Linked DNA regions of Mus musculus: all the other regions are linked to region 4. Evidence: chromatin contacts called from public Hi-C, HiChIP or PLAC-seq and promoter capture Hi-C data. All regions are on one chromosome and are shown on one strand. Each heading gives the region's core, a stretch centred on a gene start, on an enhancer-like site or on the middle of the called end of the contact. The rest is flanking DNA. Distances are from core to core; before and after follow the strand shown.

Evidence for each region. Promoter capture Hi-C pulls out the DNA fragments that hold promoters and counts their contacts. A called contact is a pair of places that touch in the nucleus more often than the background predicts. HiChIP or PLAC-seq counts read pairs in DNA pulled down with a chosen protein or histone mark.
Region 1: a contact with region 4 is called in a promoter capture Hi-C map of liver, with 4 times the contacts expected there. The contact joins the enhancer-like site here to the promoter of Paqr3 in region 4. A contact is called at or near these places in 11 of 39 promoter capture datasets (the 3T3-L1 cell line, 3T3-L1-derived adipocytes, the C10 cell line and 6 more), 2 of 15 datasets of contacts at CTCF or cohesin (large pre-B cells and pro-B cells), 5 of 484 Hi-C or Micro-C datasets (cerebellar granule neurons, cerebellum, cerebral cortex and 2 more) and 3 of 115 datasets of contacts at active chromatin or transcription factors (acute myeloid leukemia, embryonic fibroblasts and large pre-B cells).
Region 2: a promoter capture Hi-C map of embryonic stem cells shows a contact between it and region 4, with 4 times the contacts expected there. The contact joins the promoter of Fras1 here to the promoter of Paqr3 in region 4. A contact is called at or near these places in 2 of 39 promoter capture datasets (cranial neural crest and embryonic stem cells), 1 of 484 Hi-C or Micro-C datasets (embryonic stem cells) and 3 of 115 datasets of contacts at active chromatin or transcription factors (embryonic forebrain, embryonic stem cells and stem cell-derived neural progenitor cells).
Region 3: a promoter capture Hi-C map of pre-B cells shows a contact between it and region 4, with 3 times the contacts expected there. The contact joins the promoter of Mrpl1 here to the promoter of Paqr3 in region 4. A contact is called at or near these places in 14 of 39 promoter capture datasets (the 3T3-L1 cell line, the C10 cell line, the HPC-7 cell line and 9 more), 3 of 115 datasets of contacts at active chromatin or transcription factors (astrocytes, microglia and stem cell-derived neural progenitor cells) and 1 of 9 other capture datasets (adipose tissue).
Region 5: a contact with region 4 is called in a promoter capture Hi-C map of liver, with 5 times the contacts expected there. The contact joins the enhancer-like site here to the promoter of Paqr3 in region 4. A contact is called at or near these places in 9 of 39 promoter capture datasets (the 3T3-L1 cell line, the C10 cell line, frontonasal cranial neural crest and 4 more), 2 of 15 datasets of contacts at CTCF or cohesin (the NIH/3T3 cell line and pro-B cells) and 2 of 115 datasets of contacts at active chromatin or transcription factors (forebrain and stem cell-derived neural progenitor cells).
Region 6: a contact with region 4 is called in a Hi-C map of bone marrow-derived macrophages, with 11 read pairs. The contact joins the enhancer-like site here to the promoter of Paqr3 in region 4. A contact is called at or near these places in 11 of 39 promoter capture datasets (the 3T3-L1 cell line, 3T3-L1-derived adipocytes, the C10 cell line and 6 more), 1 of 15 datasets of contacts at CTCF or cohesin (large pre-B cells), 5 of 484 Hi-C or Micro-C datasets (bone marrow-derived macrophages, cerebellar granule neurons, embryonic fibroblasts and 2 more) and 3 of 115 datasets of contacts at active chromatin or transcription factors (acute myeloid leukemia, forebrain and stem cell-derived neural progenitor cells).
Region 7: an H3K27ac HiChIP or PLAC-seq map of embryonic stem cells shows a contact between it and region 4, with 5 times the contacts expected there. The contact joins the promoter of Cnot6l here to the promoter of Paqr3 in region 4. A contact is called at or near these places in 6 of 39 promoter capture datasets (the HPC-7 cell line, cranial neural crest, frontonasal cranial neural crest and 3 more), 1 of 484 Hi-C or Micro-C datasets (embryonic stem cells), 2 of 115 datasets of contacts at active chromatin or transcription factors (embryonic stem cells and stem cell-derived neural progenitor cells) and 1 of 9 other capture datasets (liver).

What each region holds. Positions count from the first base shown.
Region 1 is chr5:97,833,084-97,837,025 of GRCm38.p6, forward strand. The region is part of intron 1 of Gm34097 (a long non-coding RNA gene); the gene reads right to left. Among named protein-coding and RNA genes, the nearest start is that of Gm34097, 12 kb to the right of the region's middle. Within about 2 kb of position 1,923, at least 16 of the 459 cell types and tissues checked have an H3K27ac peak or open chromatin away from gene starts, as enhancers often do. A contact at or near this core is called in liver, where this site is marked.
Region 2 is chr5:96,371,948-96,375,690 of GRCm38.p6, forward strand. It overlaps Fras1 (Fraser extracellular matrix complex subunit 1), which reads left to right and starts at 2,008. Exons shown (of 74, transcript NM_175473.3): 1 at 2,008-2,938. The coding sequence starts at 2,866.
Region 3 is chr5:96,208,430-96,211,984 of GRCm38.p6, forward strand. It overlaps Mrpl1 (mitochondrial ribosomal protein L1), which reads left to right and starts at 1,686. Exons shown (of 9, transcript NM_053158.3): 1 at 1,686-1,764. The coding sequence starts at 1,734.
Region 4 is chr5:97,109,940-97,113,684 of GRCm38.p6, forward strand. It overlaps Paqr3 (progestin and adipoQ receptor family member III), which reads right to left and starts at 1,657. Exons shown (of 7, transcript NM_001359910.1): 1 at 1,320-1,657. The coding sequence starts at 1,504.
Region 5 is chr5:97,994,372-97,997,942 of GRCm38.p6, forward strand. The region is part of intron 7 of Antxr2 (anthrax toxin receptor 2); the gene reads right to left. Among named protein-coding and RNA genes, the nearest start is that of Gm34226, 20 kb to the right of the region's middle. Within about 2 kb of position 1,755, at least 31 of the 459 cell types and tissues checked have an H3K27ac peak or open chromatin away from gene starts, as enhancers often do. A contact at or near this core is called in liver, where this site is marked.
Region 6 is chr5:97,958,159-97,961,775 of GRCm38.p6, forward strand. Antxr2 (anthrax toxin receptor 2) reads right to left here. Exons shown (of 17, transcript NM_133738.2): 12 at 2,452-2,547. Among named protein-coding and RNA genes, the nearest start is that of Gm34226, 56 kb to the right of the region's middle. Within about 2 kb of position 1,688, at least 21 of the 459 cell types and tissues checked have an H3K27ac peak or open chromatin away from gene starts, as enhancers often do. A contact at or near this core is called in acute myeloid leukemia, bone marrow-derived macrophages and pre-B cells, where this site is marked.
Region 7 is chr5:96,159,334-96,163,398 of GRCm38.p6, forward strand. Cnot6l (CCR4-NOT transcription complex, subunit 6-like) reads right to left here and starts at 2,657. Exons shown (of 12, transcript NM_144910.2): 1 at 2,604-2,657. Gm52799 reads left to right here and starts at 2,462. Exons shown (of 2, transcript XM_030254979.1): 1 at 2,462-2,558; 2 at 2,806-4,065. The coding sequence starts at 2,462. The coding sequence ends at 3,422.

The DNA of each region.
Region 1 (3,942 bases), core at 673-3,172, 720 kb after region 4:
CATGGTGACCCATCTTAAGAAAGGACGCTATGAAAAGTGGCCTCATCACAGGTTCTGACAGAGGAGGTGCAACATGAAAGAGGGGGGACACTGATGAGAGGAAAGGAGGGATGGAAGAAGAGTGAGTTCAATATGAGCAGTAAAAGGCTCTTCAGATGTTACCTGAGACCTGAGATGTATGCATAAAATTTCATAAAGAAACCCATCATCTTGTTTGTTAAGTTTAAAGATTAATTCTAAAAGAATGTGAAAAACTAAAACCACTTTAGAAAGTTTAAAGGGGGTAGTGAACAAGTTCTGTTTCCTGGAAACTATCCTAACAAGTAGGTCTGAAGAATCCAGACCATGATGTATGAAAGTCTGGAAAGTTATCAACCTGCCACTCCCTTTTATGTCATTGGGGCACACACATAAAGATCCAAACACAATGGCTGGCTGGCCTTTTGATGAGGGGCATCTGTACTTTTAACACAGAGGCAATGACACATGTTTTTTTGTTTGTTTTTTTTTTTTTCTCATTTCAAACACACTTTCTCCTAATCTCTGAACATTTCTCAACAAAGTTTGCGAATCCACCCAGTTCTTTTTGTAGGGCGCCCTATAACAACAATATGTGTTTGGGGTTCACAGATGTTGTTTACAAATTCCTGTGTGTGACATAGCTCTGTTTCTGATAAACAAGTTATAAAACCTCAAAGTTCTGGCATAGAGGATTTAGAAATTAGACAAACTGTATGAGGTAAATATGACTATCAACAAATTTTAATCACTGATGTCTTCAGACTTGTCACAAGACAGTATTAATATGCCTGGAAATTTTTAAGGCTTGAGATAATTTTTTCAGAAAAACTCCACATATGTGTTACTTCTTTACCACGGAAACTTGGAGCATGCAAATCATCTTGTACAGAGTATACACTGTTGATAACTATACAAATTAATCAGAAATTATATCCTACCCTTAACACTTTAAACCGTACACTTATCACTCTAAAATTTGTGTATGTGTATCCAATAGAAGAGCCCTAAGCTTAAATTAATAATGATAATAGTGAAAATTATTATAGCTAGCACTATTGACCATTTTCTATGCTATAAGCATTCTGCTTGATGCTTTACATACATTATTCTATTTAATTTCGCACGATTGTGTGAGCTAGATCCTGATATTATCTCTGTTTTGTAAGTGTAATAACTCAGTCACAGAGAGATTAGAAGCTTCCAAAATAATGTCCAGCTTGTAAATCATAGAACAGTGATGAAATGTATTCTAAGAACCAAGATAGAAGGGAAATTGCTTCATATTTCTCTGAGGTGTATAACAGTAATTGTGTCTTTCCAATGAAGTACGATGAAATAATATCAGTTGATATTCTAAACTAATTTCAGTTCATTGTAAGGGTCTCTCAGTAGTTGTAAGGTGTTATTTTACCAGAATGAGTCATAATACAAGCAGTGACACCAGACCCTCATATGCATATGTAAATGTTTAAAATAGAACTTTATTTTCTGCTGGAGTTTATGCCTTATTATTATATGGAGAACAAATGTTTACAGGGTTTAGTGGACATGCTTGCCATTGCCTTGCCAGATGCTCAAAAGTACACAGAACTTGAAGCACTCTTGCAAATGTTTCCTGCTTTGCAATCTGGTCAGGCTACTCGAAGTTGCATTTCATTTCTCTCGACTCACATGGTCATCAAGTTTGACAAAAGGGCCTCCAGGTAGGCAAGCTTACTCCACAAAAGGGGACTTCTTAGAGCCTCTGTAGGATCCTTGGTGATCTTCACAGATCATGCCTTCCCAGCTGTTCCCTCTCTGCCTGGCTGTGGTCCAGTGAGATGATGCAAGGTTGAGCAATGGAATTGTGCTGAAGGAAGGGGGCCACAGAGGTCACAGAAACTCATGTAAACAAAGCTATGCCTGGCTTTTGAAAAGCAAGCTGAGCACTGCCCTCCACAGAGAGGGCACACATCCATAGAACAGTCAGAGGGGGGAGGCACTTTTGTTAATGACGTAAGTTATTTCAATGATTAGTGCATTTTGTAATAGCATTGGGACAGGGCTTTGAAATAGGTATGGCCAAGCCTTAATGGTCAACATTACCATTTTTTTCACCATTGGATTTTGAATTCCCTTATGGTCCTCATCTGATATGGAGGTATCACCTTTTGTTGCCAGGCTTACCCCTCATGACTTAGTGTTCTGAATTTCATTTCAGCCAAAATTAACATAGCACTGTTTCCTATATCTTGTTCTGTCATTACAGGATCTAGTCTGTACTTGAGATGTATTTTAGAGTCGCTATGCTAACTAGGATTAGAGTTTGGAAACAAAATTAGGTGAGAGAATTTCAAGCTATATTTGACACTGGAGCAACTCCATTTTGCAAAAAATACTGATTTTCTCCAGCTCTCCACACGTAGCTGTGGCATTGTATACTCCTGTGACCCCTGGAGATGCTGGAAAAGCCAAGTCCTTAATCCATTTGCCATTTGACTGTACACAGTCATTTGATCCTCAGCTCCACCTCTGTTGAACAGTAACTCCCAGCACTAACTGATGCAGGTCTGAGTCTTTCTAATCCTTTCCAGCTGTCCATGTTGCTTCGGTCAATTTCAGTTCCAATCTTTCCTCCAGTGTTCCCTTTATCACAAGGAAAGCAGAAGAAGAGGTAGAAAAGAGTGAAAGAACATTGAGAAGAACAAACTCTATTGTCTCCAAACTCTTGAACTATATAAAATTATATTTTAATTAGTAATATGGAATATTTCTGGATGAGACAAAATAATCAGTTAGGCACAGGAAAAACAAAAACAACAACAAAATAAACCAAAGTACTTATCTCAGAGTCTTAAACCCAAGAAGAAATGCATAGACCCTGAAGTCAGTGGGAGTCTCAGTCCTCAACTCTCTTTGTGTAGGGTTTGGGCTTAATTAACCTGTTGCTCTCTGTGTCTCTACTCTATGAATACGAAGATTGCTCCAAAAGCAAGTTAAAGGTCCAGAGTGATGGCTCAGTGGTTACGGGCACTATCTGGTCTTTGCAAAGAATCTACATTCAGTTCCTAGTATCTAAATGTCATCTAATGAATGTCTATAATTCTACTTTCAAGGGAATCCAACACTGATACTACAAATATACAGGTGGTACACGGGTTTACATGAATCACATAAAACAAATAAAACGGAGATGAAGTGATTTAAATTAAATTCTATGATATATGAGTTTATGTGTGAATGTATTTGTGTAGTAGTATACACGTAAGGTTCTAAAAGATGAGTGAAAATCAAAGAGAGAAAATAAGCAGTTAATAACCTGACAGAAGCATCTATGTTTGTCCTTAAGAACTCTCTACTGAATGATACAGTCAGTGGTATGTTTCCCCTCCCTAACTGTGTACTCCCTCACCCTAAACAGACTTCATCCATGGTCTAACTCTGATGTCATGAAGAAAAGATTCTGTTACTTGCTTTCTGATCTCTTGACAGTGCCTCATCCAAGATTTGACTGCTCCACCCCAGACTTGTATCATTGATCTCCACCTTGCCTTCCTGAACTCCCCTGTCAAATCATATTCCATTGCTTTCACATAAGCTATTCTTCTCAACCTGAAAATATTTTTCTATCTTCACTTTGTGAGGAAACTAATACGCAACTTCTTTGTGAAGCCTTACCCATCTTCCCAAGACATACATGATATGCAAATACTCATATACATGCAACTTCACCTGCACCAGCATATTCTTCCACTTATTCTCTAACCATGCCATAAAGATTCTGAAGAGTAATGGATTCCTGTATGGAATCCATGAGTGAACTTCGGGCAGTCAAAAGCCTCATCAATTTTTCAATCATACTTGCTTTGTTTTTCCAAATTAACTCTTTTGATTTGATCATATTATCAATAGGGTCTGTGATCCTGGTGAGTATAATAACCA
Region 2 (3,743 bases), core at 758-3,257, 740 kb before region 4:
ATAACAAGGGTACATGTCTCATATAGTTACTGGCAGATTACATAGCAAAGGGTCCCATGTTAGATACAAAGTGTTCAGTCTATAATATCTACCTGATAAGCAGCAGTGAGGCCAGGTGAATTTGAAGAGACAAGGATGGGGCTGATCAAAGAAGATACTGTGGGATATGGTGACAAAAGTTACGGGATGTGGGCATATGAAAAAAACAGTATTAAGGATATAGAATTCCCTGTGAACCAGGATTCTAGTGCTCTTGGAGTGAGAACCCTTGGACTATTTGCTCCTGGGGTAGAGAGAAGACCATGGGAGCTGGTGGAGGGCTTCTGGTGAAGGGGAGGGGACATTTTATGAACAATTTGTTAAGAACCACAAATGTAGTATATGACAATACCTCGTGGTAATGCTCCCGTCTCTCCCTTCACCTTTTTCTTTTTAAAGATTGTTTTCCTTTAGCAAGTCCAAAAGATGGTTTGAGACCCCTTTGGGTGCCACAGTTCTATGCTTTCTTAAAAATGAAGTCAAATAGTTTATTCTAGGGAAACCAGCTGTCTTAAGTTACTCCTAGTCAGTGGTGGCTACAGAAAAAGTGTTTAGGAGGGGTTAGGAATTGTTAGGGTGTATCCACCTGAATTTGGACAGTACTTTCCATTGGTCTGAGAAAATAGTTTCTAGAGGAAGAGGGGGAAGTGGGAGGAGGGAGGACTCAGGTTCCATCCAAGCTGTGGCTGAACTCTGGCGGTGATGATTACTGGCTTGATTCAGTTCATTCTTTCAACTAATGTTTACAGAGTCCCCATATGTGCTTCAAATACAGAGATAAAACCGCTCTGTCCCCACAACGGCTCTGGGAGGCATCGAGGAATTGCTGGGCGATTCCTAAGTCCTTTGAATACTCAACAGCCACACCCAGGTTAATCAAATGTTTCGGTGCCTAAGTGGTGATAGTTACAGGGACCCTTCAGTTTCATTTCATCCTCTTATTCTAAAAAGCAAGGAATTCAAGTACTACTGGCATGCTTTAGAACATGGGCCTTCCCTATGATCGTCAGCAATATTGGAGTCTACTAAGATCCCTGCCCACCACCCTGAATAGCTCGGTGTTCACTGCCACTTCAAACTCCTTTCTGGACAGTCTAGCTGTCACAGCTCTGCCAAGACAGAGAATCTTTTCTGTCTGGCCTTCGAAACCCAGTCTGTATCTCTCCCGTGTAACCATCCCCAGTTACAAAATGATCAAACCTGGACCAGCTATTTTTATTTAGTCCTCTAAAAATAGCTATCACTCAGTACTGGCTGGAAACCAGACCCCACCCTATCCCTCAACTACCTCCAGTGTGCACACCAGGATGCTTTTGCCCTGACATTGGCTTCCCAGTCTTTGACATTTGGAGGCGCAGCTGGACTCACCCAGACTGTGTGGTGTTTTCATCTTTTAGGAAGCTGTAAAGGTGCACTCACCGTGGGAATCTCAACCTAGAACACACGTGCCCCAAGACTGCTAGGTTGCAGGGAAAACCCCTGAGGGTCCAAAATGCGAAGATGGCCAGTCAGCTCTGCTTCAGGCTCTGTGTTCAGCAGCAGTGGGCATGACGAGAGGTGGAGAAGTAGCAGTTAGGACTTGGGTGTGAGCACCCTGTCCCCAACTAGCCTCTCCTGTGGTACCCTCAACAGTGTCTGAATGGAGACCTAACCTCCTGTTTCCACCCGCCCTCGGTGTGACCACTTTTGATCCCGCCTCAGACAAAGCCAATGCAACTCCTGCAGGATGAATAAGGGGATCAGGTTGCTCTCTCGCCTTCCCCCACCCCCTCACCGCGGCTCCCCTTCCCCACGTGACTCTCTGGAATCTTTGCCAAAGCTCGTAGTCTCTGAGTCCATTTTCACACCCAGCAAAGGAGAGAGGAAGGAGGCGAGAGAGGCTGAGGAAGGCGGAGCGTGCGTGCTTTAAATGCGAGGATCCACTCGGGGACTTATCCTGTGCGTTTCCAGGCCCCTCATCTGGGGAGCATTGAGTTCGGAGGGGTCTTTTCCAGCCTCTCTCTTTCCTCCTTGCATCTACAATTATGGCTCCACCTCCACTTGGGTAATCGCACCTCCGCCCTGCAGCGCAGCTCGGGGTGCACGGTGCGGGGAGGTGGGCGTCGGTGTGGAGCAAGCCGCGCCCCTCTGCCCTCCTCCTCTCGGCGAGGGGCGGGCGCGAGAAAGTGGCAGCAGCGCCCCCCGCGCCGCCTTCCGCGCGGAGCTCTGGAAGCGCCTGCAGCAGCCGGGCGGCGTGGTGCGGTGCGGCTGCAGCGCCCCCGAGTCCCGGAGCTCCTGCAGGGCCGCACAAAGTTTGCAACCAGCGGCCCTGCACCGCCCAGCTCCCCGAGCGCTGCTGTAGCCCGGCCCGGCGTGTTCGCGGGGACCCGCCTCGGCCGATGCTACACGGACAGACGGGGGCGTGCCGAGAGAACTTTGAAAAGCTGCCGAGGAGGAACCTGCTCCTGCAGCTCGCCAGTTGGGGACCTCCGGAGGAACTGGTCTAGCCCGAGGCAATGCTGCGGAATCCCAGCAGCCGCTGACCTGCAACTTTCCTGCTAGTCTTGGCGGCGATCTGAGCTTTGCCTCCTCCTCGCAGCCTCGGCTCACGTTGGTGGCCGCTCTGCTGGAGAACCCAGTGAGCCTCGGGGCTGACTGAGTGTTACTGTCGGCCGCATCCTTCTGCGGTCCACCCGGCCAACCTCGGCTCCCGGCCCAGCAGCCAGCGCTTCCCCAGTGTCTGTGCGTCCCGGTTCCCGGCGCCGGCGCCACAGCCTGAGGTTTGGCAGAGAGCAGGTTCTTGGATGCTGAAGGCTGGGATCTTCCTGCGAGAGTGCCGCGGCGGCGATGGGTGTCCTCAAAGCGTGGCTCGGGGTGGCCCTAGCGCTGGCGGAATTTGCAGTATTGCCTAATTGTGAAGGTAAAAAAGAGCGGAACCCCGTGTGAGTTCGACTGTGCAGTTTAAGACACTCAGCCGGGTTTAGTGCTGTGGGTTGTTGGGTGGAAGTTTTGATTTGAGGCGATAGGTGGACACGGAGTGGATTTCCTTTTCAGCTGAAATCCCCACTCCTGGTTTCTCTTGCGGTCAAACCTCAGCCCGGCCACGGCCTCCTCTTTGCTTTTTGCGGGTGGGTGGCCTTTTGAGGTGATATTTCTGAACCCGGATGAATCTTCCTTCCACTTCTACCCTACTCCTCAAGGAAAAGCAACTACTCGGAACCTAGGTGAGAAGCGAGCAGTTGCTCTCACTTTTGTGGAATAAAATCCTCACCCAAGCTCCACTGTTCTATTTTGCTTTCCTCGCCCCAGTAACTCGCCCCCCCTCCCCTTAAAGACCACTTAAGATTTTATAAGTAGTATTCTGGATGTTGAGATTTCAGTTGTAATGAAATAAATTTTACTCGGGAGCGAGAGCACGAGGCTGCCTGCTTCTCAAGGAACAAAAAGTGGTCAAAGAGCATGTATGCACTTCTCTTCTCCCTAGGTTTTCATTGCGCGCGCGCGCGGGGGGGGGGGGGGTGTTCCAGTCCACTTCTTCAAGAGCTTGGGGAGAGAAAGGAGACTTGAGTGTTGTCATCAGGATAGCTTTCGTAATCTCAGCTCAGATAATACATCAGTAAATCTGATGAGGGGTGTGTGTGTGTGTGTGACATGTTGAGTCTGGTGCTGCTTCCCCCCGCCCCGCCCCCCCCCCCGCGCCCCTAGGCGCGCTGAGAGCTCCCACC
Region 3 (3,555 bases), core at 436-2,935, 900 kb before region 4:
GTTTTCTTTACTTTTTTTTAAACAGTCGCAGAGCTTTTGAAGTAACTGCTTACATGTTAACAAGAACAGTCTATAAGTAACAATCTTATTCATTTAGATGGCTACTAGGTATAAATATAAAAATAAAGCTTCTGGAAAATTCCAGCTTTGATGAGGTCCATCTTCTGTGAGTAGCTTCAGGAAGCCAAGTTTTGCAGGCTTGAAATTCTTATCAAGTCACTAATTCATATAAGCATGGATTCATTTTTTTTTTTTTTTCAACGTTTACTGCAGACCTTCCTTCCGGTCTGACGCTGTGTGTAGTATGTGCTGAGGTTACAAAAATGAACGACATGATTGCTGCCCACAAAGAGCTCAAAGAGATGGGGAGATACATTGTGACAGCTGCACAGCTCTGTGTGCTCAACCCCCCACTAAATTGTACACTTAGGTTGGTAAATTGTATTATATAGAATAATAGGTCTCAGAATTGTTTCAAATAAATAAAAAAATTACTAATTCTGTTTATTACATAAAACCAGGAAGAAGTGGCCATAATTCAGTCCTGGAAGTATGAAAGGAGACTGCCAACAATGAGCAGAGTCTGAATTTAAATCTTAAGGGGAAAAAATACTGTTAATGTGTTGCATAATAATTCAAACAAAAGCCAGAGAGGAAAAATGTCACAGAGGTGAGAAATGTGTCTTCTGCCCTCCCTTCATCCCTCCCTCCCTCCCTCTCTTTGTGTGTGTGTGTTATGTGTACACTCGCATGTGTGTTAGGAAGGTTGTTGGTTGAGGAGGTAGGCAGAGGCCCGTAAGTGAGCCTTTGGAAATGGCCAATTACTGGAGGAGTTTATTCTTATGAATTAATTCCTGACCAGACTTGGTTTAGAGAAACCACACGGGCAGCTGAGACATAACGGATGTTTTTTTTTTGGGGGGGGGGGGGGTAGGGGGTAGGAAGGGGTCAGAATAACCTGTGCACTGGTCTCTAATTGGCTACGTAGAACAAAAACAAAAACAGACAAACTCCAAAAACCAAAACAAAACCCTAGACGTGTTTCGAAAACTCCAAGCAGTGTACTGCTCCTTAGGTCTGATCAGCACAGCTTGCCAGCAGCCGGAAACCAAAAAGCAGACGGATGAAAGATTAAGGTTTGCTCAAAGGGGGGTGGAAGGGGGTGAGAGAGTGGGACCTCCTGGCCCGCCTTGGGTGGAGGCGAAGTTTGATGGATTCTGTTTTCTCTTTGCTATGAAGAAGATTGAACTCAGAGGCGCGCACACGCTAGCTCCGCGCACGGTCGCCTAGCAATATTCATTTAAAGAAAAACCGAATCTTAAGAAGGCCAAGAGTATAGCGAAGGAAGCTGGGGACACTTCAGCTTTCTCAAGACTTTAGTCAGAGAACCAGGTTCCCTCTATTTAAATGACCGTTCGGAGTACATCTGCAGGGTCCAAAATTAAAAATAAGAAGGAATGAATAATTAATTACAGAGTTTTCAACAAAGCCATTCCCCACCCCCGCCCCGAAGGTTGATAAACCTTTGAACCCGAGCCACGAAAGGCAGTCTCAGACAGGGAACCGACAGGAACCTCGCCACGAGGGCACTGAAGCCAGGTCGTCCCCGCCCTGCTCTTCTGCTCCTACCAACTCCTTCCCCCTTTGCCAGCTTCCGCGCGGAACCCTTTTTCGCATTTCCGTGCAGTTGAAACCCGGGACCCACTTCGTCAGCACAATCCGGAACAGTCAACATGGCGGCGGCCGTAAGGTGCCTCCGTAGAGGTAAGAGGAGCAGTGTTCTTGCGTGGAAAGTAAATCTAGAGCCAAGTTTCCTGTTGCAGCGGAATCCATGGCAGAATCTCGTAGGCACCGGTCAGCTTCTCGGTCCTCGAAATGCTTCCGTGATCTTCTGGGCTCCACAGCCCAGAGGGTCATCAGTGCTTAAAAGCGACACTTAACGCAAGGGTTCTCTCTTGGAGCAGGTCATTTTGAGGATGAAATGGGAGCGGAAATACATTGGCAGTACTTATAGTCAGGGGTGAGGAGTACAAGGCAAGATTCTGTTGTGTGTGTGGGATAGCGGGCGTGTTCAGTTTGATAAGCGAGCCCTGAAGGGAAAGGTGGTATATGAAGTGATTTACATCTGTAAATATCTGAACCTTGGCGTGTTTATGAATAAAGGCGATTCCAGTTAGTAAATTTACAGAGGCTATCGTGTTTATCATTTGGAGACTAATTCTGTAGTGTTTTGTATAGCCATGTCTGAGCACGTTAGACATGGCTAATAGGAATTCACAGTGCCATATACACTATAAGATCTTTTTCATGTGTATGTGTACTTGGTCTATGTATACATGTTCACATGTGTGTGAGTGCATATGTATGTGTGCCCATGGAGGCTCTCTTCTGCCAGCCAGTATCCAGGCTGTTTCCAGAGGCAGAGTTTGTCACTGGACCTGGAGCTTGCGGATCCCACTGTCTCCAGTGAAGCCCCTGGAGGTGGGAGGTGTTGCACTGTGTTTACCCAGCTTTTATGTGGCTGCCAGGAATCTGAATTTCACCCCTCATGCTTGCACAGTAAGAGCTCCGTCACCTCTCATATGAAATTGATCTTTACTTTTAAAATGCAATCAACTCCCCCTCTTCTTTGACCTTGCAGCCCTTCTCCTTCCTCTATTTATTGTGTCTTGTCTCCCCACTGGCCAGGAACATAAGCTTCATAACCTTCCTTATTCCAGTGCTTGTAAAACAATGGTACTTAGACCATCCAGTTTACAAACTGCATCTCCACAATAAAAGTAGACACTGCTTTCTTGATTAAGTTTTGCTAAAAAACAAAAACAATTTGAGACAGGGTTAGGCTCCCATGTGTTGGGACAGGCATCTCCAGCATGCCCATTATTAAAAGTATTGCCTGTTGCATTGAACAGTATAATTTAGTGCTTTGTTTCACATGCTAGTGTAACCTTTTTGTGGTTGCAGATTATAATAGGTCTACTGAGCACTCTTTAAGTAGTGCTAATATGGAATTCTATAATGTGTTTTAAATTGATGTATCCTTGCTTACTAATAAGGTAATACTACTCAGTGGACAGCTTTCACACTATTGGCATTTCCTTTCTAGTTTGAAGTCTTTTTATCCTTCTTGTTTACTTTTCAATTGTGTTGCTCTTTCACACTCAAGATACAACTCGTTTGTCCAGTGAACATGTTGCAAATATACTCTACCCATTTTAGATTCATCTTTTCACTGTATGTGCATGCGGGAAGGTATGTGTGTACATGTGTGTGGATGCATGTAGTGTGATATTTCTCATAACTTTTCCATCCCATTGTTTTTGAAGCAGGGTCTGTCACTAGGACCTGGAGTGTGTTGATTAGCCTCGTCTGGTTGGCCAAGTGAGTCACAGCGATCAGCCTTCTGGTTTTGGAATTTGGAGGAAGAGTCACTGTGCTCAGTGTTTTTTACATGTGTGGTGGGGTGAATGCAGGCCCTCATGCTTGCATGGCAAGCACTTTGCTGATAGTCTCCTCAGCCTCAATTCTTAATTTTTAAAAAGTATATTTGATAAG
Region 4 (3,745 bases), core at 407-2,906:
TCTTCAAAATCAACAGGTTAACTCTTGCTCAAATTTCTGAAGCAGTTAAGAGGCATGTTTGTGAACTTGCATCTGACTCAACAACTCAAGATCTAACGTTTTATAAGTCCTGGTTTCAACTCCTTCAGATTTGGACTCAAGACATCAGAATGCAGAGGAGCACTGCTGGGTGGGTACAATATTCACAGCAGTCCACTTCTGGCCTGTCTCCTCCATCCCCACAGCAGGGCCTAGCTCTGATTTCTTAATTATGTACCAGAAGCACTGGGGAGATAAAGCAGTAATTAAAACTCAAATTGTGACATCCACTTGGTCATCCATTCAAACAAGGCCACAAAAATCCTTTCAAGGCAGTACAAAAAGAAATGGGATGGGGAAAGACTGTGCTGGAGAGATCAATAAACGCACACGTGGCTGCTAGTTGGGCAATTCAACAGCCCACACTGTGGGAAGCAGAGATGGCCACTCCAGTGACCTGGAGGGCTGCACCATGCTTCTGATAGAGCAAAAACTTTAGTACATACAGTGAGGTCTGACAGAAGACTACCCTGAAAACCAAAGCCATTTTTAAAATTTTCTTTTTAAACAGAAGCTTCTGAGACTCTCATTTTAAAGCTCTAAATCAACAAACCCATGTTGTTTGGAGGCTTCTAAGGTGTTCTGTTGGTCTGGCTGTCCCCTTTCAGAGTTCTTTGCTACAGGGTTTCTCCTACACAGCACTTTCCACAATTACTATTATGTAATAGTGTAATTATCCCTTTAGTGTCTGCCACTCAGGCTAGACCTCAGCAGCTTCATGGGAACGAGGACCATGCCTGCCTTCTGCAACTGGTATAGTGCCTATTAGCTAGCAGAGCCTCAATGCGCATTTGGTAGATGATTGAATGAATCAGGGCTTCCCACATACATATGCACAACAATGTGGACCTGTCTGCTATTGAATGGACATTCAGCTGGCCAACACTTCTGAATCCCCACAGAGCTGCCCTAGAAACACAGCTCAGGTATACAAAGCAAATAAGGTTCGGCCTTTGTCAGTAGGGAAGATTCCAACCCATATCCCCAGTGATTACCAAATGGAAAAAAGGATGTAAAAGCGCTTTGTAAACAGCAAAGGGCCAATGGAGAAGGGAACGATGACCACTGTAAATATCATTGTTATTTCGTGGATCAAGGGCCCGCGGAGGAGAGAGAGCAGAAAAAAGATAAAGGGCCCAAAGGTGAGGAATTGATGCGCACAGAGAATAGCGGAGAAAGATGGGGAGAGCAGACAAAAAGCGTGAGAGGAGAGGATGCGCCGCAGGGAGCAGCCACTGTACCTTTTGATACACAGTCTGGAAGGAAGGTAGGCCCGGTAGCCGTCGGTGATGTAGGGGTTGTCTTTGAGGGATACCGGGATCTGTTCATAGGTGTAGAGGCGGATGCCGCGGGGTACCAGGACCGGCCAGTATTGGTAGCTGCCCAGCTCGATGTAGTGCGCACTCTTCAGCAGCTTCTGATGCATGGTTCCCAGGCGCCGGCCCGGCCCCGCCTCCCCGGGGAGGGGGCTTTGCCGCTGGCGCCCCCGCCCCGGAGCCGCCGCCGCTGAGCCAGGAGCTTCGGCCCGCGTCTGCTCAGGCCCGGCTCCGCTACACACACCTCCGCCGCTTCAGCTCTGGACGGCCGCCGGCGTCGCAGCCTGGTCTGACGTCAGCGCGCCGAAAAGCCCCGCCCTCTCCACGCCCCTCGCCTTGGCGGCCCGCCCTTCCTTCGGGCTTTACCAGCAGGACCCGCCTGCCGCCCCGTCCTTTACCTGGCTGGAGAGCCCCCTAGTTCCTCCTTCGCCAGCCAGTCAACCTCTGGCCCCGCCCTACTGGGTGTCCCGCCCCTAGCCAAACCCTCTTAGCCGGTCCACCGCTAGTCCCGCCCTTCTACCCGGGCCGCCCCTAGTCCCGCCCCCATCCGGCCCGCCCCTAGCCCCGCCCTTCTGCTCTGCCCGCCCCTAGCCCCGCCCCTATCTGGCCCACCCCTAACTCCAATCAGGTCCGCCCATCTCCCTTCAGCTTCAGGTGAAAAATCCAAATCCAAGTACGACCAAATCCAAGTGATTCTTTTTTTTCTGTTTTCCATTAGAAGTGATATTTACTGTATTTTGAATAACAAGAAGAGAGTAACAGAAAGGTAAATAATTCAAGCTAACTTACAGCTGGATGGTGTATTGTTGATGAGATACACACAGAAGGGACCTTGGTGTGGATTTTTTGTTTTTGTTTTGTTTTGTTTGTTTTTGACTACTAGGTACATTAGGATTTTTTATATATTATATTTATTAACAAGTTAAGGTCGTATTTAGGACAAGACACATATCATAGTAATTCATATAAATATCTACCTATATACACTGATACAGCTGTGTGAACTGAGGAATTATTTTATGATGGCAAGGTTAAACTTGAAACTTATCTTTAAAGTACGTTTATAAGAGGTAAGAAATGTGATCATGTCTTCAAGGTGAGTCACTACTGAGTGAGAGTCATCTGGTAATTATCTTTGAGTTCAGGGGAAGACCATGAAAATGTAAATATATATATTAAAAGACCATAAATATTTTATTGTTGGACAGTTTATCAGTCGGGAAAGAGACTCATTCTGGATATCACCAATCGTTTTGTTTTAGTTCAAACTGTCTAACTCAGATTTCTTTCTTTTATAGAATACAATGATACTTTATAAAACTTAATGTTTTTCCATATAATATATCCTGATCACTGCTTTCTTTCCCCCATCTTCTTCCAAATCACTCCTACCTTCTCGCCATTGAAATTCCATGCCCTTTTCCTCTCTCTAGAAAACAGACAGGTAGTTTAAAAATAAAACTATGAAACAAATAAAACAAAGGAAAAGCACAATAAACACAAATGTACAGAGATATGTACACATAGAAGCACACAAATACAGACAACTCTATAAAAAACACAAAATCAGAAACCATAATACAAGCAAAAGATCAACAGATAAAAAAGTCCAGCAATGTGGGACAAAACTTTTTTTTTTGGTAAGGCAAAGGACATTGTCAATGGGACAAAATGGCAGACTGGGCAAAGATCTTCACTAACTCTTCATCAGACAGTGGGCTAATATCCAAAATATATAAATATACAAAGAATTCAAGAAGTTAGACTCCAAAAAAACCAAACCAAAACCAAACAAAACAAAAAAACCAACCAACCAACCAAACAACAACAACAAAACCCAAATAGCCCATTTTTTTAAAAATGAGGTACAGAACTAAACAGAGAATTCTCAACAAAGGAATCTTTGAGTGACTGAGAAGTACTTAATGAAATGTTCAACATCCTTAGTCATTGGGGAAATGCAAATCAAAACGACCCTGAGATTCCACCTCACACCAGTCAGAATGGCTAAAATAAAAAACTCAGGTGACAGCAGATGCTGGTGAGGATGTGGAGAACAGGAAGACTCCTCGAGTGGTGCAGGGGTTGCGAACTTATACAACCACTCTGGAAATCAATCTGGCTGTTTCCCAGAAAATTGGAAATAGTACTACCCCAAGACCCAGCTATACCACTCCTGGGCATATACCCAAAAGATGCTCCACCATACCACAAGGACACATGCTCCGCTATGTTCATAGCAGCTTGTAGAGAGCCTTTTGGGGTGCCACTTGGCAGGAGTCTGACATTGGGCATGACAAGGAAATGGCCTTCAGGCAGGAATCTGACTTTAGGGCATAATAAGGAAGTAA
Region 5 (3,571 bases), core at 505-3,004, 880 kb after region 4:
CAAAGTTTCTGCAAGGCAAAAGACACCGTCAATAAGACAAAGAGACCACCAACAGATTGGGAAAGGATCTTTACCTATCCTAAATCAGATAGGGGACTAATATCCAACATATATAAAGAACTCAAGAAGGTGGACTTCAGAAAATCAAACAACCCCATTAAAAAATGGGGCTCAGAACTGAACAAAGAATTCTCACCTGAGGAATACCGAATGGCAGAGAAGCACCTGAAAAAATGTTCAACATCCTTAATCATCAGGGAAATGCAAATCAAAACAACCCTAAGATTCCACCTCACACCAGTGAGAATGTCTAAGATCAAAAATTCAGGTGACAGCAGATGCTGGCGAGGATGTGGAGAAAGAGGAACACTCCTCCATTGTTGGTGGGATTGCAGGCTTGTACAACCACTCTGGAAATCCGTCTGGCGGTTCCTCAGAAAATTGGACATAGTACTACCGGAGGATCCAGCAATACCTCTCCTGGGCATATATCCAGAAGATGCCCCAACTGGTAAGAAGGACACATGCTCCACTATGTTCATAGCAGCCTTATTTATAATAGCCAGAAGCTGGAAAGAACCCAGATGCCCCTCAACAGAGGAATGGATACAGAAAATGTGGTACATCTACACAATGGAGTACTACTCAGCTATTAAAAAGAATGAATTTATGAAATTCCTAGCCAAATGGATGGACCTGGAGGGCATCATCCTGAGTGAGGTAACACATTCACAAAGGAACTCACACAATATGTACTCACTGATAAGTGGATATTAGCCCAAAACCTAGGATACCCAAGATATAAGTTACAATTTCCTAAAGACATGAAACTCAAGAAAAATGAAGACTGAAGTGTGGACACTATGCCCCTCCTTAGAAGTGGGAACAAATCACCCTTGGAAGGAGTTACAGAGACAAAGTTTGGAGCTGAGACTAAAGGGTGGACCATGTAGAGACTGCCTTATCCAGGGATCCACCCCATAATCAGCATCCAAACGCTGACACCATTGCATACACTAGCAAGATTTTATCGAAAGGACCCAGATGTAGCTGTCTCTTGTGAGACTATGCCGGGGCCTAGCAAACACAGAAGTGGATGCCCACAGTCAGCTAATGGATGGATCACAGGGCTCCCAATGGAGGAGCTAGAGAAAGTACCCAAGGAGCTAAAGGGATCTGCAACCCTATAGGTGGATCAACATTATGAACTAACCAGTACCCCGGAGCTCTTGACTCTAGCTGCATATATATCAAAAGATGGCCTAGTCGGCCATCACTGGAAAGAGAGGCCCATTGGACACACAAACTTTATATGCCCCAGAACAGGGGAACACCAGGGCCAAAAAGGGGGAGTGGGCAGGTAGGGGAGTGGGGGTGGGTGGGTATGGGGGACTTTTGGTATAGCATTGGAAATGTAAATGAGCTAAATACCTAATAAAAAATGGAAAAAAAAAAAAAAAAAAAAAGAAATGTAAATAAAGAAAATATCTACTAAAAGAAGAAAAAAAAATAATTCTTATTAAAACATGGAAAAAAAGACAAATGAATACAGTGTTTCCTAGTTGGCTTTCCATTGTTGTACTAAGAACAGCTGTAAGAGGTGGGAGGGGGGAGGGGTTTGCTCACCTAGAGTCTTAGGGTCCTTGCTGACAGGACTGCAGACAGAGGAAATAAGGAGTCAGCAAGGGGAGGGAGGGAGTCAGGTGTGGACGGTCAGGGGAATTGAGCAGTTCTAACTGGCTAGCGATCAGGCCTCTTCTGTGGCTCTGACTGACTAGCAACCAGAACAAACATAGACCAATGAATATCCAAGCGGTACAGGCTATGTGTTTGATTTTTCATTACGTGTCCAGGGTTACAAGTTCAGTTACAATTAGAAAATACAAACAGAACAGACTTTCCTTTTACTAGCCCTATAACTCTGATTTAAAGAATCTAAAGAATGTCTCCACAAGCCAACACACTTATTATATGACACTGCTTTTAGGCTGCCAGCATTTGTAGTTTTAAAGCATTCCAGACAAACAGAAAATATCTGAACCGGTCTTTTTATAAATAGCAAATACATATACAAATACATATACCTAGCCCCTTTATTATATGTTTCGTCATCTATGCTCTGAAGTAGGAAAGGTTTATTTACTCAATCTATCTTATTTACTGAGTTTTATTCCTCCAGGAGTGTGTACCTGTACAACCTTCTCTCCTTAAAGTACATTTCAGAGAGCTGTAAGCCTGCAATTAACCAAGACCTTCCATCTGTAACCTATTCGAGTTTGTAGATTGTCTCTGTTTACCCTGCATCAATTAAACCTCTTGAGTTTGCTCAGGGGCACACACCCCAAGCAGATTCCTGGAGTAATGGCTTCCTCTAGCTCTGTGCTCATCTGTGCTTAATGATCCCCAGAGCATAAGGAAGACTGCGAAAGAGTGGCCAGATAAAGTTAATTTCATTTTCCTAAAAAGACTCAGACTTAATTTTTTTCCTCAGGAAAAGACATAAAAATTAATCATTAATGCAGAAAGTCCCTAAGGTTACAACATGCAGAGGCCAAAATGCCCCACAGGTTCCCCATAGGTCAGTCTGATGGAGGCATCTTGCCAATCAAGGTTAGCTCTTCCCGGATGACTCCAGTTTGTACCAAGCTGACATATAACGAGCTAGCACAGAGTGTAGCACTGTGTTACCGGGAATTTTCAAGTCATGTTAAGTCATACCTAGTGAAAATGTATTCGTGTGGATTCAGATTTCTACTCAGTAGTACTCAGGAGTCATGAGCCCAAGTGCAAAATAATAAAGCAAAGACAAAAAATAAGGTAGCAACATTTAAAAAATCATAAATTTAGTTGAATACTATCTTTTGAAGAGGATATATGAAAATAGAAAAAGGATATTAAATCCTATTTGCATAGTTTTCTGGGGAGGAGTATTGTTTTGTTTTGTTGCTATGTTTGTGGCTTGTTTGTTCATTTGTTGATTATTTGTTTGTTTGTTTGTTTTGAAGTAGGTCTCCTGTAGCCCAAGCTGGGCGATGAAGCTGAGAATGGCCTTGAACTCCTGAGTATTATAGACCATCGCCCAAGTGGTAGGATTACAAGAATGTGCCCTGACTTTCTCTCAATTTAATCTACTCTCAAAAACAAATGGACCTGGGGCCTAAGGAGAGGGCTTTGCAAGCTTAAGAACCTGAGGTGGTCCCCAGAGTCCATATAAAAAGCCAGGTGCTATGGTGGCATGTGTTTTTAATAAAAAGATGGTAAGATGGAAGGCAGAGACAGGTGGATCCCTGGAGCTCGCTGACCACGTATCCTAGTTTACTTGAAGTTCTAGGCCAAAGATAGACACTGAGTCAAACCCAACACTCATGTTGTCTTCTGACTTCTACAGGCACATGCCTACTCTAACACACACACACACAGACACACACACACGCATACTCACAAACAGGCATACACACAACACAAAAGACAACAAAAAACTAGTTAGAACTTACCCGTTAATATTAACAAACAGAGCGTTGCTCAATTCTGTTTGGATTTCCTACTGCCATGATTTTAGTTTCCTGTCATA
Region 6 (3,617 bases), core at 438-2,937, 850 kb after region 4:
CACACACACACACACTCACAAACACACTCACACACACTCACACACACACCCCTGAAATGCTCTTTATTAACTGCATATTTTCTTTCTTCTTCAAAACATATTTGTGATCATAGACACAGTCAGGTGCCTCTGACATTGTTGCCCTTCACATGTTGCTATTGGGTACTTACGGTCCTTCATTTACATGTCTAGCCCACATTTCTTGCTTCCATATTAAAATATGAAGTTTCATATCATATTGAAGGCATATATGAGTCTCCAGCTCCTAGCACAGTAGTTGCCACCTTCTACATGGTCAACACATGGTCATCAAAGGCTGAAGGAAGGATCTTGCCTGCCCCGTACCCCAGCTTTTAAGCCTCATTAGAGCACATTTGCTACAGTTCACATCCCACCCAGGTGGGACTACAAGTTCACACTCAGGGCCTGCTGCTTTTCATTCTGTTTCCAAGTGCAAAGCAAAAGTGGCTGATCTGGCCAACACATTTCAGTACTGATGGGACGCCATGCTATTTCTGCAGCTAGGAACTCCTCCCGAAATCCTATAATGTGCCTGAAGGGACTTCTCAATGCCTTGCATAACACAGGTTCCTGGTTTATTATCTGCAGGGTCTCAGGTTAGAACGGACCTGTTTCACAAGCTGATGCTAGAATTTCCTTTATAATATCCAAATTTATGTTCTAAAGCTACATTTCAGAATAATAACAACTTCCTGAAAATGGTCCATATCAGTTTTTTTTTTTTTATGTATCTTTAAGGGAACAGTGACACACTTGGACACTTTTGCACCCTGTGACCAATAGTAAATGAAATTACTACCTAATGAAGGGAGGAATCTGCCACCGTGAAATTTAAATTAAAAATGCAAGGAGCACAAATCACATTAGGGCACCTTTTTGCTTTTTAATTTGAGACTCAAGAATGCCATCCACCCCAAAATAGCCGTGTCTAAGGTAATCAAGATTATATGGGGGAAACTTTTTGAGCATAAACTGCTGTGGCAGCAACTTGATGAGTTCAGCAAAGAGACAGGAAGCGTCTCGTCCCTCCTGATGTCTGAGTTAATGCCTTGCCTCCTCTGTGGGCCAGCTACCTTGAGGTAAGGGATCCTAAGGCTGCCTCAGGAAAGCAGACTGCAGTACAGGTGGTAAGAAACATAGCCAGAATATAAACCATTGCCTGATACTGTGAGAAGTTGAAATCACTTAGCAAAGGGAAAGGAGAAAAACAGTCAGTCTTTTGTGTGATGAGATAATGAAAGTGTGCTCACGTAAGTAACACTCTCAAAACAAGAAATACACGGAACACACTGACAGATTTTCCTGGGATAATCTTTTCTATGATAAAATCTAGATAAAAGGGATTAAGTAAAAATACATACATAAATGTGTGTGTGTGTGTGTGTGTGTGTGTGTGTGTTATGCACTATTATGTAGAAGGCTGAATAATACCTCTGTAGGGATGCCTGTAACCTAATCCCTGGTACTGTGAATAAAGTACCTTACATGGTTAAGGGGTTGTGATGATTAACAGCCCTGAGATAATGGGCCCATCTGGGATCTACAGGTCTTTAACATTGGGTAGCCTTCCCACTTGGATTCAGTTGGAGAGATCTGTAAGTCAGGGGGATATGACACAGAGGGACTGACTCTGGCGTGATGAAAGACATCACAAGGCAAGGAATGAGGCTTCCTCTTTAAACAGGAAGTGATAAGGAAAACAGACTCTGCCCCAGAGCTTTGGAGAGGCATGGGTCCCCAGGGAAGCCCATCAGCCCAGCAAGCCCTATGTAAGCACTGTAGTGGATTAACCACTAGATAAAGATGCGAGGTTCTTTTGTAAGTCATATGGGTAGTGACCTATTAGGAAAACAGAGGGAGTTCCACAGTCCAGACTTTTGCATGTGCTTTCTGTAAACGTTAAAATGGCATAAGCTGTTTGTCTGTCTCTAAAAGGACCTGTTTAACTGATAGCCTAAGTTGGCATTGGACTTACCTCTAAAACACGTTACAGTTGTAAGATATAAGAACATCGTGTGTAGTAGACCTTCAAAGATATGAGCCTTTAAAACAGCCACAGAACCTGTGGTTCTCCTGATGGTGGTGGAAAGCAGCATCCATTTATCAGAACTATCCTTGAGCTTGAGTGGAAATGACTTTCATCCCATCTACCTCCAATCTCCTGACACTTCTGTCCACCAACCTGAGCTCCAAATTGTCTTTGAGGTGGGCTTTATGCTACAAGTATTAGCAAGTATTTTCTAAGATTTACTATAGTTATAAAATAATGGAGATTCAAGTTGCCAATTAAAACGTTGCTGTTGTAATTGCTGGATTAATCCATTCCCTAATTAATTTGCGGGACCATGTGACATTGATTCATATACCAGGCCTTACTTTGTATCGTAGTGCTTTGAAAAAAAATTAATAAGAGTTGAAAATTCTTCTTACCACTTTGCAGCAAAGGGGCCAAAACCACCACATCAAGGCAGCACCCAAGAGCAGCAACAACACCAAAATAGCTACGATGGCTGCAATCCCATTGGTCTGTAGAGGAAGAAAATAAAGAATCAAAAGTGAAGTTTAAGATCAAAACCCACAAGCTCTTTATCCTTTGTAAGAAGCCCACACTGGGTGAAAATGGCCAGACAATATCAGACCGAGATTCTGTTGCACTCTTTTAAATGTTATGAATGTATTTTTCTAATTGTAAAGTTTTTTGTATCTCACTTATAGCATGTTATGTCATGCGAAGATGGTTAACAAGACATGCCGCATCTTCCAACATGCTGCAGACTGATTTAAATATGTCTTAAAAGAACGTGAGAGCCACAACTTTTGAGGATTAAACAAATGGTCCCTTAGGGACTTTTGTGCTTAGGCAACAATTACGTTGTTTCAAGTCCAATTTCTTCCAGGCAAAGTTTCCCCAGGTTTTATGGTGATACAACAGCAATTACTTTATGTACTTGGAGGGTGAGGTAGATATAAAATGCAGGTTGATAAGAAAACAATGCCTGTGTCTCAGTGAAACTTCAGTCTGATAAGTCCTTCCTCTCACTGCCTTCTGGTCACATCTGACGCAGGCAAGACCTACACTTATGTTTCTCCACTGTCTGTCCACCGAGCTCCTCTACCCTTTGGGCACCTGCTCTGGGTCCAGCCTGTAAGCGGCACTGTAGCAACCACTGAGTCATCCTTCAGGCCTCAGGCTAACTGTTTCCAGTAGGAACCCTTCCTAAGAGTCCAGAGCTACAAATGCCCCACGGGATCAGGCGACACATTTAGACAGAATCCTCCTACATGTTAACGACAGTGCTTTTACAATGGAATTAACTATGACCTTTGGATGATTTAATTCCATTTTTCTGTCCTGACTGTGCATCTCCTAGGAATCCCAAGGCCATTTACCCATCAGCTTTACCACTTGATGCTCCTTGCTTGACATTTGCAAGCTACATACCAAGAAAGTGAACTCCAAATCAACAAGACTCCACGTGATGACACAGGTGTCGAAACGGACATCCACACTTTCATTTCATACACAGAACTGGGCACTGACTTTACATGAAAACAGTGTCTCTTCCAAACCCAACGTCTCTGGGACTCCCAGGAAA
Region 7 (4,065 bases), core at 1,407-3,906, 950 kb before region 4:
AAGATGCTCCCAAAGGTTTTATTTACAAGAATCTGTCAACCTGAACTAAAAGAATTATGTAACAGTTTTGTAACATTTATTGTTTGTGGCTGTATATAAAATCTACTTCTTTCATCTATTCTGATGTTTGATTGTAATCAACTTACAGAACTTAGGATCCTCTCCCAGGGACTATGTTTTTAAATTCATTAAAAAGTAATGAAACTAAAACTAATCAAAAATAATAAATATAGCAAGTTTGGCTATTTTCTATAAACTAACATGCAAGGCTACATTGACAATTTTACGTCTAGAAAAAAAAAAAGGACATCTCATATGCTTACACAGACTTTATGTATATTAAAGGCCTCTGAAATACTTTTTCTCCTCATTGCTGGGACCCAAACCCAGGGCCCACATATTTGTACACAAAGCTACATCCCCAGCTGTATTTTCTCGACCCCCTAACTCACAATTAAGCAATATTGCTACAGGTAATTAATGAGTATTTGTACTTAAAAACTTTTCGATACTTATAATCAGAGCAGTAGCAGGCAGTAGTAAAAGATCGCATCTACTATATGCCAAACATGTTTTCTCAATGGCCTCTCACAACCTTACTGAAAGAGTATCATCTTCCTGATACAAGAAAACAGATACACAAATCCTAGACATCAAGAGAACATGACAATAAGTATTAATGACATGGCCATGGTTCTAACTAGTCTGTAAAAGTTAAGACCCTTTTCCTATTAAACTCCACACTTCGGCTGTTCCTCGAGTAATGTTGATAGAAACAGCTTTTTACTTCTCCTCTCCCCACCCCCACCCTCCCATTGAAGAACATACTGTTTCTCTGTGAGCCTAGGTTCAGAAAAGAGCAATCTCTGGTCATTACAGTGACCACGACCTAAAAGCTTCAAATGATACAGTATTGTGTGACTCCACCCACAGTCAAGGTCTAGCTGTGTGGTCTAACTAGACCCAAATATAAAAAGTGAGGTTAGTCGGCAACTAAAATACCGTTTACATACAGTTCTGAAATGCCCTATTCACTCAGTGGCAGATTTACCTTTATTTCCGCTTTTTGTTTTGAGATAGCTTTCCAGGAGCACACAATAAATTGACCATAGAGGCTGATGATCTAGGTTTGGGAGACTTAAGGAAAAACACGTTTGGTTGCACATGACTATCTCCATGGAGAATTAAGATAACGAGAATCAGTAAGATAGCATCTAAAACTGCTGTAGCGTGCCTTCACTGTGTACAAACAGCTCAGCTAAACTCCTGAACACAATCCGCCTAAACAGTCTAAGCTAAATAAGCCGCCGGTAGGGTTAAGATGACAGCTCCGGGAACTTCCTCTTCCTCACTGACCTCCTCAGTTCTGTGTCCACGCCTTTCCCTCTAGGAGGCAGGATATAAGCCATTTCAAATTCACAAAATTGATCCAATCCCACCAACACCACAGGCCAACAAGGCCAGTTTCCCTTTCTTCCTCTCTGCCTTTCCAGAGTGATTTCCAGGGAAGTGAAAAATCTAACCAACGATAAAGTATCCGCTGCAACAACTGCAACAACAAAGAACGTATTTACTCAAGCCTCTGCTCGCACAGCCTTAAAGGACGGACGGAAAGAGGAGATCCGAACCCCACGAATTCCGAGATTTCCTGTTTTGATTCACTTTCCCTCGGGTTCCCCACGCCAGCCTGGGAAGGCCTGCAGTTAGAACGCCAAAATATGCCTTCCTCTCCCCTTGGGAGACGCGGAGGCGGCACAGGCGACCACGATCCGCGTGTCCCGCCCCCGACCCTCACCTGGCCAGGCCCGGGGCAGCGCCCGGGGCCCGCGCGAGGACGGAGTCCCAGGAGCGTCTGGGGAGGCCACCGGGCGCGAAGACGGTTAGGCCGCGCTGCAGGCCGGCGCGCTTCCTGCCGCGGCCCCGGCCTCGGGAACCGCGGCCCGAGCCCCCGCTGCCCGCCGCCCGCCGCCGTGGGGGCCGCACTGCCTCCCGCGTCCACGGCGTGGGTTCCCGCCGAGCCGTTCTCACCTGTGAGGCTCTGAGCCCCGGCCTCGAAGCGGAAGGACCTCGACGCTCTGGGGTCCCCGACTCCGTCCCCCTCCCCACACGCACACGGCCTGGAACCCGCGCCCCCTGAGGCGACGCGGGCCGGCTCCCGCCGCCCGACACACACACACGCAGACACACACACACGCGACACACACGCACACCCACTCGCCGCGGGGCCGCCTCCCGCCCGCCAAAGTCCCAACTCACACACCCACACACGTTCGTCCCTCGCCCACCTCACTTCCCCGGGGAGACGCGCTCCCCCTCGCTCCACTCCCGGTCCGACTCCGAGGCACGGAAACACTCTACCTCATTCTCCTCCGCGGGCCCTGAACGAGCACCAGCAGCCATTTCCCCGCGGCTGGGGAAACACACACACACAAACACGCGCGCGCGCACCAGGGCCCCACAGATGCTCCCCTCCAGACCTCAGACGCAAACACAAACACCCACGCCCGCCCGCTCACCCCGAGGGGCCGCGGCGGCGGCGGGAGGCCGGGCCCCGGAAGGCGAGCGCGCAGGGCCGGGAGTCGAGGCCCGCGCCCCCTCCTCACCTGCATTCAGCGCGCCAGGGTCCGGACGGCGGCGACGGCGGCGGCGGCGGGGCGGCTGCTGCTGGGGCTGCGGCGGCGGGGGAGGCGGCGGCGGCGGTGGCGGCGGGGCTGAGGGCAGTAAAGACATGCAGGCAGCCCGCCGGGGGGAGAGGCACCGGCCGGAGGGGACGCGGGGCGGGCGGGCCGGGCCGGGCCGCCTGAGGAACCACCGAGGCGGCGGAGGGCGGCCGAAGGGAGCGCAGAGCAGACGGATCGGGGGGCGGGGAGGGGGGACGCGGGCCGCGCCGCGCAGGACCGGGGCGACCGGGGCGCGTAGGAGAGGGCCCGCGGTCGCCGGAGACGCCGCTGCGAAAGCCTCGCGGAGCCCGCCCTTGGCCTTGGCCTCCTGGCGCTGAGGCTGCCGCCGCCGCGGGGGTCGATGCCGAGCCGGGTCGCTGCCGAGGCCGGGGCCGAGGAGAGAGAAAAAGAGAGGGAGAAGAGAGAGAGAGAGACGCGAGCTTTCGATGCCTTCGCTCTAATTCACACACGCTCACAACCCCGAGGGCCGGGGAGAGAAGTCCAGGCGCTATCGCTTTAGAGATTAATAACAAGGTGCAGAGAGTGCGAGGAGGAGGAGGAGGAGAGTTGATTGACGTGGAGGGGCTGGCGGGAGTCAGTCACTCCCCGGCGCCGAGGGGTGGGGTGAGGGGAAGGGGGCGGGGCCCCGGCGCGCCGCGCTTCGGGAGTTGCGCGTGCGCGCGGGACGGCCAAGCGCCTGGCTCGCTTCTTACCGTCGCCCTCGCTGGTGTTTTGGGAAAAAAAAAAAAACTGCTTTATTAGATTGAGTGGAGGGTAGAAGCCGAGAAGACTCGTACGATTAGCAGAACCTAGGTGCTGATGCTGGGGATGGGGAAGGGACACGCGGGTGCTTGCACTGTTTCCTGACGCTGGCCCACGCAGGCCCACAGCAGAGCTCAGGGCATTCTGGGTGGTTAATTAAGGAGACCTCAGGTGAGGTGGAACGACCCAAGGAAATGTTTTCTGACGTCCTCAGTGGGTTTCTTGACTTCTTCTTCTTCTTTTTAAAAACAGCATGTGTAAATTGCATGGCGGGAGGTGGGTTTAAAAGCCTATGACGCTCTGCGATAACCCCGTCCTATTTTTAATCCTCTCTCGCGATAAAATTGTATTTGGCAGTTTGCGGCGGTTACGGAGTGAAAACATTTAAGTGTAAACTGGAAATATTATTGGTTACCGTGTGAATGGAGCTTGCTATTTTAAGTCCGGAGGATTTTACTTGTGCCACCTGAAGCTTCTTCCAACAAAGCTAGAAGCAAATTGCATGTGCTCTGCAAGGCAGAGTGCTGCCTTGGATTTTGCACTTTTCCGTCTCTCCCGGCGCATGGCTCTGTGCTGGGTATTTACCGACGCCGGTCCAGAGTCGATTCAATATGTTTTATTCTCAAATATATGTTGTTTTCAG